Linked DNA regions of Anas platyrhynchos: region 1 is linked to region 2. Evidence: chromatin contacts called from public Hi-C data. All regions are on one chromosome and are shown on one strand. Each heading gives the region's core, a stretch centred on a gene start, on an enhancer-like site or on the middle of the called end of the contact. The rest is flanking DNA. Distances are from core to core; before and after follow the strand shown. Region 1 overlaps LOC101800056 (synaptotagmin-like protein 2). Region 2 overlaps VSIG1 (V-set and immunoglobulin domain containing 1).

The links. A called contact is a pair of places that touch in the nucleus more often than the background predicts.
Region 1: a contact with region 2 is called in a Hi-C map of F1 follicle, with 1.8 times the contacts expected there. The contact joins two enhancer-like sites. A contact is called at or near these places in 2 of 8 Hi-C or Micro-C datasets (F1 follicle and skeletal muscle).

Annotation. Positions count from the first base shown.
Region 1 is chr10:697,072-702,454 of IASCAAS_PekinDuck_T2T, forward strand. LOC101800056 (synaptotagmin-like protein 2) reads left to right here. Exons shown (of 18, transcript XM_027465545.3): 12 at 1,683-1,852; 13 at 2,732-2,834; 14 at 3,008-3,169; 15 at 3,437-3,515; 16 at 4,099-4,198; 17 at 5,343-5,383. Among named protein-coding and RNA genes, the nearest start is that of RAB39B, 13 kb to the right of the region's middle. Within about 2 kb of position 1,565, at least 2 of the 8 cell types and tissues checked have an H3K27ac peak or open chromatin away from gene starts, as enhancers often do. A contact at or near this core is called in F1 follicle, where this site is marked.
Region 2 is chr10:653,406-658,665 of IASCAAS_PekinDuck_T2T, forward strand. The region is part of intron 1 of VSIG1 (V-set and immunoglobulin domain containing 1); the gene reads right to left. All of the region lies in intron 2 of LOC101800056 (synaptotagmin-like protein 2), which reads left to right. Among named protein-coding and RNA genes, the nearest start is that of VSIG1, 16 kb to the right of the region's middle. Within about 2 kb of position 3,271, at least 3 of the 8 cell types and tissues checked have an H3K27ac peak or open chromatin away from gene starts, as enhancers often do. A contact at or near this core is called in F1 follicle, where this site is marked.

The DNA of each region.
Region 1 (5,383 bases), core at 315-2,814, 42 kb after region 2:
AACAATAGCCCCTGCTCCAAAGCGTAGATGCTCTGAAGCCTGGCAGCATGTGGGAGAGAGGGGTGGTCTGTCTCTAGGTGGGGAAACGAGGCACACAGCTCGTGAGTGACTTGTTTGTGGTCCACCTCTCAGAAAGCTGAGACTGCAGACTGGTGACCTCTGCAAGCTCCTCCTTCACTTTATTAGCAAATTAAAGGGAACTCAGAACTGAACAGCATCAGTATGATTTAGAGGTTTGCTTTCTAAGGAGAGTTGACAAGAGCTGAGCGTGTTTAGTTAGGCATTTTAAAAGGATTCCTTAGACACAGTATTTTTGGGGAGCTGCTTAAAAGTGCTTTAATTCGCTGTACTACTGTTATAGGCATCTCCAAATTGTATATGTGAGATTTAAAGAATATATGTGAAACAAAGCATGTAGGAAGAGGTCGTGACTGTAGACAAATATGTTAAAAAAACAAAGCAAAACTGAACTTTGGGGTGCTTGAGTCTTTCTCATAGCCTGTGAAGTCTGGGAGCTATAAATGAGCCTTTTGTGTCCAAGTCATGTAGGTGTTCTTGAAGATCTCATTTAGGATTCTCTTGGATTTGATATCCTGATGGGATGATAAATGTAGCTCCAAGGACTGAGGGGAGACGTTTAGCAGATTCTTGTAGGTTACCATAGAAAGAAATTGAGAAACAAAAGAAGTATGAGTGACAGAGAAGAATTGGGTTAATTACTAGGAAAGTTTTTTGATACATGCTCAGCATTGTACCACAGAGGAGTGCCAAGAGGGTTAATTATTTGCTGGGTAAAATGCATTAGCTTTTATGTTATACCATCAGTAATCATGAGTGATTGGCCCAATAGAAAATTCTCATCTTTCTGGGGCTGTATTTTATTTCTGTTTCATCACTTTCTACCAGTGAAGGACTTAAAGCCTGGGAAAACAGAAAGTGAAGGCCAGTTGGCAAATGCAGTTTGTTTTGGGAAAGCAAGAGACTCTTTGGTGCCTCGTTCCTGTTATACCTGCAGAAACTTCATTTTCCTGTGCATTTGTGGCAAGTAGATTCCCACAAACTGCCTCTGCTGGGACAGTGGCTTTTCAGGACAGGGGTTATTTCTGTTTCTGTTTTGCACAGCTCTCTGCACTTTGTGAGCAAGCAACAAGATAGTATTATTTTGTCCTATATTTCTAGTCTGATATGGTTCTTAGTAGCCTATTTTTAAAATTGAATGACAATTAGGTGACTGTATCTATCAGAAATAATAAGTTTATATAAAAAGATAGTTCAAGTTCTCTCGGTATATTTGTTTCTTAGTGATGAGACCGGGTCAGGAAAGCAGCTGTTTGTGGGGTTAGTGTAGGGAAAGGGAAGTTACATGTGTTCTCTCACAAGTTATACATGTATTTGGCTCTGTTTCCCAAGGCTTTGGGATTTAGAGGTGGAAATCTTCTGTGTTCAGTGGGCATTTGGGAGAACAGTGCTTCTTAGTGCTGGTCAAGGATAGCACATCCTTGTGAGACCTTTATTCAGATCCCCAAACCCTTGGGCGAGCACAGCTGCAGACATGTCAAGGACTCAGTCCTACTGAAGGGCAGAGATAACAGATTATTTCTCTGGCAGTGCATATCTTTGTGCAGAACTAAGTCTGAACAGTGCCTATTTCAGCGGCACTGACCTTGTTCTCCACCTGGCAGGTGAGTGGCAGTGTGCTCAGTGTGTACAGTGGCGATTTTGGGAGTGTGGATGCCCAAGGTACTGTGGAGTTTGCACTAGATTATGACGAGAAGAACCGGGAGTTCCAGGTTCATGTGTCCCAGTGCAAGGACCTGGCTGTCGTGGATGAGAAGAAAGGCAGATCCGACCCGTGAGTGATGCTTCCCGCTGGTGTTTCATGGCTTTTCTGATGCTGAATTTTGTGTTCTAGAGAATTTTCTTTTTTTCTTATGAATTTTATTTTTAAATGCCATAATTTCTTCCTTCCTCTAGAATTCTGTTGTGTGTTTACTGCTGGGTCTTTCCTAGCTGATGGTTCTGGAGCCATTGGCATCAGTAAATATGTTGTCATTGACTTAGTTTTGAATAGGATTGAGAAGGCTTTGGTCACTACAGGGACAATTCCTGTTATTACTGAAATATGTTCTACATGTTTCCATGTGAACCTTGGTCTCTCCATGGTGAATACACATTGGTAATAACCAGTGATGTAGACACGTGTTTATATGGGAAGAAAGTCTGAAAAGAAGTGACATTAGAGGACACACTGGTAATTGAACAAAGGCTAGTGAACTCTGTTTAATAGATGACAAAAAAAAACAAAAAACAAAACAAAAAAAAAACCTTGTATTTGAACCTTGAAATAGAGAGATTTGTAATCAGGCTTCTTGAGACATTCTACCTCTTCTCTCTAATTTCACCCTGATGCTGAGCACACAGAAATGCTGTAGTTGTGGGCATTTCAGAAAATGGATATACAGCCTTGCTGGCTTCCCATGCTGCCTAGAGAGCTGCTTGTTCTGAATGTTGGTGGCATCCACCCATCCCCAGTGCAATTTATAACTTCAAGTGCAAGCCAAGTTAATATCCTAGCAGGTCTCTTAATTAGTTTTGCCTCCAAAGAGTCAACTCCAGGTCATTTTTTTTCCCATAAATCCCATGTCACCACCCAGAAGTCTTGACTGCTTATTAGAGCATAGCAATACTGAACAGTATCCAGATGATTTTTTATTTTTTTTTCCTTTTCCAGGTATGTTAAAACTTACCTGCTTCCAGACAAAGCTAGAATGGGTAAGAGGAAAACCTCAGTGAAGAAAAGGACAGTGAATCCCATTTACAATGAGGTGTTACGGGTAAGAACACCTATCTGCTCTGAAAACCCGTGCGGTACCAGGGCAGGTCTGGAATGAGCCTGCCTTCTTTGCTGGGCTCCTTCATCTGCCTCTTGCTGCACTGCTCTCCCCTTGGGTTGTGAGAGAAACTGGAGAAAGAAGTTGAGCGACCTGACTTCTCTTTCTTCCTCTAGTACAAAATAGAGAAAATGGTATTGCTTATCCAAAAATTAAACCTCTCTGTTTGGCACAATGACCCACTGGGACGTAACAGTTTCCTGGGAGAGATTGAAATAGACTTGGCCAGCTGGGACTGGAGCAACAGGAAACTCAACTGGTACCCGCTGAAGCCCCGGGTAAGTGCAGCTCAGCTCCAATCCTGCTTCCCAACCCAACCCTGAAGCCTGAAGTGGCAGAAGTCCTTCCTGGCAACCTTGCTCTGAATCCTCAGGCTTTTGGTTCTGAAGGACTGAGTATGAGAGCAAAACCACAAAGTAAGGAGCTGTCCCAGCCATACAAAAGCAGAGTTTGTCCATTTGTGCCCCTGCATTAAACTCAAAAGCTGTTTGCCCTGCTGTTAACAGAAGCCCTTTCTTAGTCAGTCATAACTCTTTCTGTTTCAGAGCCTTTCTGCTGTTAATGGTGTGGATCATCGAGGAGTGATGAATTTGTCTATTAAGTACGTCCCTCCAGGAAGTCTAGGTAAAATTCATTTCATACATTAAGAAGCATTGCCTGCATGTTGGCGTGCAGCTCGCAATGCCTCATCTGTATACGGGCTTGTTAAAGAGTAATGTCATTTGAGCAAGATCTTAGAGATGAGGGGCAACCACCAGTGCTTAGTAGTGCCACCTGCAGACTACATCTGCTTTTCACACCTGGATTTAGGAGGAAACAGGGCAAATGGAGGGAGGGTTCAACAAACTTAAACTCACCAGCTGTTATGGACACTGCAAGCACTGTCGGGTGCTGTGATGCTGTAGCAGCAACACACAGCCCCTCTTACTGTGGGGCAGGTAGGAGGTCGGGTTTGCCCAGCAGAGCCTTTTCCTTTCCTGCTTCAAAGCAGCACGGGCAGGTTATGTCAGTGACTGGCAGTCCTCTGCAGCTGCACAGCTGCAAGTAATGCTGCGGCACCCAAGCAGAGGAATGCAGAGCTCCTGGGGACTGAGTCTGCAGAGAAGTCACATCACTGCTCCCTCAGGTTGAGGGAGCAGGATGCCTGTTTTCTTGCTAGCTATTGCAGGAACTGACCCCAGAGTTTTTCTGTTGTTCTAAATGGCAGGTCCCAAGAATCCTCCATCTGGTGAAGTTCACATTTGGGTCAAAGATGTCAAGGACCTGCTGCAGTTGCGTCCTTCTGGAGTTGACTCTTTTGTGAAATGGTAAGTGCCTGAGCACGGTCTTGACTTAGATGATGGGTCTGTGCCTCCATGGAGCAGTATGTTTTCTTCTCTTTTCTCAGGCTCACTCACCTGTGTTTCCATACTGTAAAGCTGTGTAGGAGAGAATTGCTCTTGTTACTCTCCTGTGGCTATATTAGAAAAAAATTTGCTGTGGTAAAGCTCTGTCTGTGACTCCCTCAGCCTCAATAATGCCTGAGTGAAAGGAAGATGGTGGACCCTGTACCTTGCTTTGGTGTTTTCATATGAAGTTGTGAATTTTGAAGTGATAAGGACTTGCACACAAAGTTTGCCAATGTGTTAGGGACTTGCCAGAACTGACATACGTGCAGTTGGATCCTGCTTTGATCTTGTCCAGAATTCAGTGTGTGCATGTGTTCTGCAGCCTGCGACATCAGTACTGCCTGTTATATGGCAGGAGGTGCTACAAATACTTCAAAAAGTTAAAAATAACTCAGATTTTAAGATTTTCTGGCTCTTTGAAGTCCTCACTATATTTTTGTATGTTTTAAGAAAGTATTCCTGCAAAAATGTTTGTTGCTCAGGAAGCTTAACAGTCTGTTTTGAAATGATCTTTTGGGCATTTGTTTGATGAATAATTATGAAAACAGAAATATGTGAAAATAGTGTCCATTTTTAAAAAGTAAAGTGTTACTTTGAAAAAAAATGCCTAAAGCAGGAAATTTTAAATAAGTACCCTTCCTTCCTAAAAATGTTTGCTTTAAAATTGATTTTCTTGGGGGAAAAAATAGCCCAGGGATTATCAGAGAATCATAGAATGGTTTGGGTTGGAAGGGACCTTAAAGCTCATCTGATTCCAACCCCTCTGCAATGGGCAGGGACACTTTCCTCTAGACCAGGTTGCTCAAAGCTCCATGCAACCTGGCCTTAAACACCTCCAGGGATGGGACATCCACAACTTCTCTGGACAACCTGTTCCAGCGCCTCACCACCCTCAAAGCACATTATAAACATTTCTCATTAAATCTATAGAGATTTCTTACTTTGAAATCCAGTTCCTCCTTTCTCCAGGCATGAGCCTTGTTTAGACCTGGAAGTCTGTAGGAACAACTCAAACCTCATGTGATACTCCATACTACATGCTGTCCTTTTTCTTCTCTCAAAGCTATGTGCTTCCAGACACGAGTAAGAAGAGTTACCAGAAGA
Region 2 (5,260 bases), core at 2,021-4,520:
ATTGTGGCAAAGGGGAACAGGATATGAAAACACCACAACAAACAGCAAAGCACGCCAGACAGCTTCACAAAGCAAGCGCTGGGAAGCATTGGGTCTGTGCACTGATGTACAGCGCTGCCTAAGCTTGCAGCAAGGTAAAATCTGTGGCTGAATACTCCGGGGTGTTAAATTAGCACTGGCACCAGTCCTCACACTGATCTTATTGATTTCCTTCGAAACAGAACTGCGACTGAGCTCACATATCTCAGAACACTGCAAAATTTGTAACATGACGGTATAAAACAATAACATTATTTTTAAAAGGACACCTATGGCCTCCATACTTAATATATATATAATGTCCTAAAATCTAATAATCTAAAGCTCAGACTCATTAATCTTAAAAGCCAAAAGAATCTTAATTTGAATCTAAAGAATCTAAATTTGCCTTAATTAATTCTAACATTCTACAGTGTTAGCTTTATTATTTGCTGCCACTGCAGAAAGAAATGGCCGTATTACCAGTTATGTAAAGACACATTATTTATTAGGATGAAGATTTCATTATGTTTGTTATGGAGAATATGCCCCTATTAATTCTTTTTATACTAGCCACATGAATAACGGGGTCCTCAAGACAGCGAGCACTTAGTGAGGTGCTGGGAATATTTAGGATTGTAACAGGTGAGATAACAAGTATTTTCTGTAGCTTTCTGAAAAATTGTAAGTCTCCTATCTTTAAAATATTTGGCAGACATTTTCTACTCTAAAAAAAAAAAAAAAAAAAAGGAGCTGAAAATTTATCCATTTAATTGTTGAAAAAATGGCAATTTTTTAATAACAGTATAATTTTTAATAAAATTTTCTGGAGAAAATAGATGCTAATTATAAGGAAGTATTCATGATTTATTTGAGATGTGTTAGACGAATCTAAGTATATAATAAAATTTAATAATTTTATCCAACTTAAAATGCAAGCTGCTGTTCTGGTATTCAGTAAACTATAGTGCCAACATGTTCAATTCCATTGTTTTTGTCAGCTCACCAGTATATTGAATATATTTTTGACTTGATTTTGGTATTCTTTAAACAACGTAAGCCAAAGCTGGCAGTCTCTTCCGTTGCCATGCATATACTTTCTACTAGGAAGAAAATATGAAATTTAACTTCAGCTGCATGCCAAGCAACCAGGGCAAAGCCAGGTTTGTAGAGACAAAGATTATTTTTGTTTAAACCTGTAGGTGAAAAGTATACATGCTGCCAGGCACTCTGTCCTTTCTGAAACCCAGAAAACTCACCAGTGCGAAATGGAAAGAGCAGCCTCAAATTGCTGTGGGTTTAGACAGGTTGAAAATCCGATTCCATGTTCATCTGTGTTGTGTGACTTCTTTAAATTGGTATTTTTCACAAGCAGTCACAGTCCTTTCTTACCACTGTTTGTATTAACACGATTACTTTTGTTGTGAATAGGTTCAAAACACTGAGGAATCACTGTGTTGCAGTAAAAAGCTTCGGGACCAAGTAATACAGAGTTGAATGGGTTGCTAAAAGCAATTTAATTAAAGCACCCCAGTCCTGCAGCTCTGCACATGCATGCACCCTCTGAATACATCAGCAGAGGGAAGGGTTTTCTCCATGCCTCGCTGAGTGTAGAGCTGAGGATAACAGGCACTGCAGTGAAGGGAAGTTTTGCCTCTGTCCTCAAGGAGGATGGGATTAGCACTACCCCATCACCTTGCTAGATTGTATCGACTTTATTTAATGACAGTGCAGATCATCCATTACCAATGGATATGTGCTGTGGTGTGAAAGCGAATTTACCATGAAATTAGTACCAAATGGGGAGAAAACCAGATGCATTTTTTCCAGTCCTTCTAGGCACAGCTTCCCCACTGAATTCAGGGGGAGCTGCAAAATCCGGGACTGAGTGCTAAAGAGATTGAACCGTGAGATTTCCCTGGCATTTTGGAGCCTCGCATCAGTTACTTTTCTTTTTTGGAGCATATTCCAAACCACCCACAGTATGTTCTGATTACATTCCTTAGGGGATATTTTCTCATCATCCATCACAGCTTACAAATGGTTTTTCCCCTCTTGGATCTCTTGATGCTGTCCCATGCTCCCTCTGAAATACTTTCAGCTATAATCTTCTTATTTTTCCTGGTTGTGGTCAGAAAATGTATTTCATTTTTTGTCTTGCAATGAGGAAAATCTAACGCAAGTAAAATGGAGAGACTGTAACTGAATCTGGAGAATATGGGCTCGATCCTGTCTTGGTGCTGTGCTTCCCACCTGAAGGAGTGATTGAAGTCTGTGCTACAACATACTGGATCAAAATTATAATGCATTACTCTATGTACAAATTAGGAAACGTGAAGCTGCCACCCTTTTGTGAGTAATTCTTTATTTAAGAACAGTTTTGACTTGAAAAAAGCAAATGATATGAGTAACAACTACTCATACAATTAGTCAGGAAGGTGTGCATATATCAGTCTGTCATTTAGCTGGAGTCAGAACTTGGGACGGGCCCACTGTTTGTGCTTGTCACTGCTAGAGGCTTTATCAATGGCTATGACATACAGCAGGAGGGTAAGCAGTTCCCCTGACCTGTGTTAAATTGCTCTTGCTTGCATACTGGCTATTGCTCAGTGCCAAATGTAGTAAGTACTGTACGTTCTGCAAATTGCACACAGTCTAATTCTGCTCTAATTGATAAACTGAATAGAAGGTATAACTCTATCAGCCGTGGCAAACCTCCGAGTGTAATGTTATTAGGAAGTTGTTAAACACGATAGGAATATCATCAGAGTGGGCTGTGCCAGTGATCTAAGTCAAACCTGTTTACATCAGTTCTCAGGTGTAACACCAAGCAGGAAAATTGAACTTGTAGGAAAAAAATGTTAGCAGTAATGTTAAAACTAGGGGGGAAGGAGGGGGAACGGACTGATTGTCTTAAAGGCCAAGCGTGACACTAGGGTGTCGAAAGAAGTCACAGTCTTCAAGGATGCAGTGACACTTCTAAGCAGCATTTCTTCTTATAAAGGAAAGCATTGCTGACTGCTCAGCACCTTGCTGGGTGAGCTAAGGGGAACTCAGAACCTGTGTGTTATGCTGGATTAATTTCACACCCAAACATTGGAATCATTGGTAGCTCTCGTAGTCTGACTGCTAGTGTGGGTATGTACAGAAGTTGCACATCCCATCCCTGACTCCCTGGAGACAGTCCAGGCTGCTCTGCAAGGCCTTCAGAGCCACGTGAAGGGCTGGGGCAATGCTTACAGCAGGCAGCTGCCTAGTACTTGGTGTCCTGCACAGTCCCGCGGCCCTCTCCATGCTGATACTCCATCCTACCACGCTGCACTGCTGCAGGGGGAGCTGCTGGTCTCAGGAAGGGCAGGGAGCACTTGCCTTTGATCTGTAATTGTTCTGCTACTGCAGTGACACCCACGGGATGCTGCGAAATGCTAACCCAAGTTAACTGGGGCAGATTTCCCACTACTGCTGCTGACTTGGGCTGGTGGTCTGTTACGCACTGCTCTTGTCCGAGCCACCCAATAGCAGCGCTAATGGAGCTCGCATTTGACCCTGAGGTGGGGAACGCATTGTCATAGGCAAGGGCGTCTCACCAGGAAAACCACGTTCACAATAGGAGGAAGTGTCTGCCAGACAAGAGAAAAGGGAGCTAGTCCAGGGGCCAGAGCACTTGTGTGATTTTTGGACACCTCAGCTTTACTCCACGTCACGCTTCCTGTGTGACTTAGAGCAAGTTGTTGAAGCATCTGAATGCCTCTCCTACCTTCTCATAAGTTTCCATGAGAGCCCAGGCATGCAGTAGGAATTGGGAGCCTCAGTAGCTTTGTACATCTGCCCTAAAATTCACTGCACCTCAGTCCTTTGTCTTTACTGTGGGAACACCAATGTTACCTGCCCCCAGGATTAGCAAGGATAACGCTATAAAACATAACAAGATTCTTTAAGGACATCAGGACATCTTAAACATATCTTCAAATTAATAACAAATAAATATCTTACGGTGTGCAGCTGGCTCTCTTTGGCACTGTAAAAGCTCCACTGGATAAAGAAATTTCCCAGCGGCTGAGAACTTGTGTACGTACAGAGGAGGGTTGCGTTGCCGCCCGTCGTGACATTCACTATCTTCTCAGGAACGGTCACCACAACGCTGCCGGCGTGACCTGTGGGCAGTAAGCATGGTGAGCAGAGACCTGCTGGGGCCAGCTCGGGGAGCAGGGCAGGAGAGCCTTGCTCCTGCTTTATCCAAACAACCTGAAGGAGATGTCTGTCCTTCTCCTTTCAGCAGTTTCCCTTGGGCTTGATGGGGAAGTTTTCATGATAACGAGCTGGGAGTGGGTAAAGCTAACAAGCACGTAAATCCCCAGAATAGCTGTCCCCTTAAAACCAAGAATATTCTGACAAAGCAGAGCTGAAAGCAGGCCTGTTCCCACCTGCAGAGGCTTGTCTTCTCACTGAGAGCCTGCGGCTCAACGGAACCTTTCTTCTGCACTCTCAGTGCTCTCCTGAACCTCACGCTCTCGCTCACAGCTGTCCTGAGGCCTCGCTTACACCTTTCTTGCCTTCTTTTCTGCAGTTACTCCTTTAGATGTCTGATCTTTATCCGTGGCTCACCATCTGCTACAGCGTTGTCTCTTCTTGTATTCTTACGTTCTGTTTCTGACTCAGTGGCACTGTTGGGTTCCCCCAGTTTGGAGCCTAGCAGCCCTTCTCCATTTTCCTTTTGCTAACTACTTTGCTTATGTTTAGGTTCCTTATGGCTTCCACGCAGAAGTTGTGTTTTTTTTCCAATGTATGAGTGACAGAGGTAAACATACAAAATATTCTTCTCTTAATGGAATATCTGTGCATCTTAGGCTAGGGTGCTGCTTTTTAGAATTTAAGCAGAACCTTCAGCAACATCAAAAGAATATTTTGCTCGAATTATCACTATCACCCACATGAGAGAAAACATAGTTTAAGAAAGAATTTATTTTGGCATTTTTAACCATGCAAATGTTGCAGATCCATCAGCTCCTACAGTAGGCAAGCCTATCTCAACCTAAAATCTTTGGAGTCTGACTTCCTTGTTTGATAGTTTGAATGTTAGAAATTCAGTGGAAGGAAGAAGGCAATAATCCACTTTCCATATCAGTGTTGGCTAGGATTAGAACTAGCGAGCTTTAACTGCAGCGAGATTTGCATTGTATGTGAGGACAGTCTCACAGGAATGGTTGCAGAATGACCTAAATTAGTGTGGATCCTGCCTTGG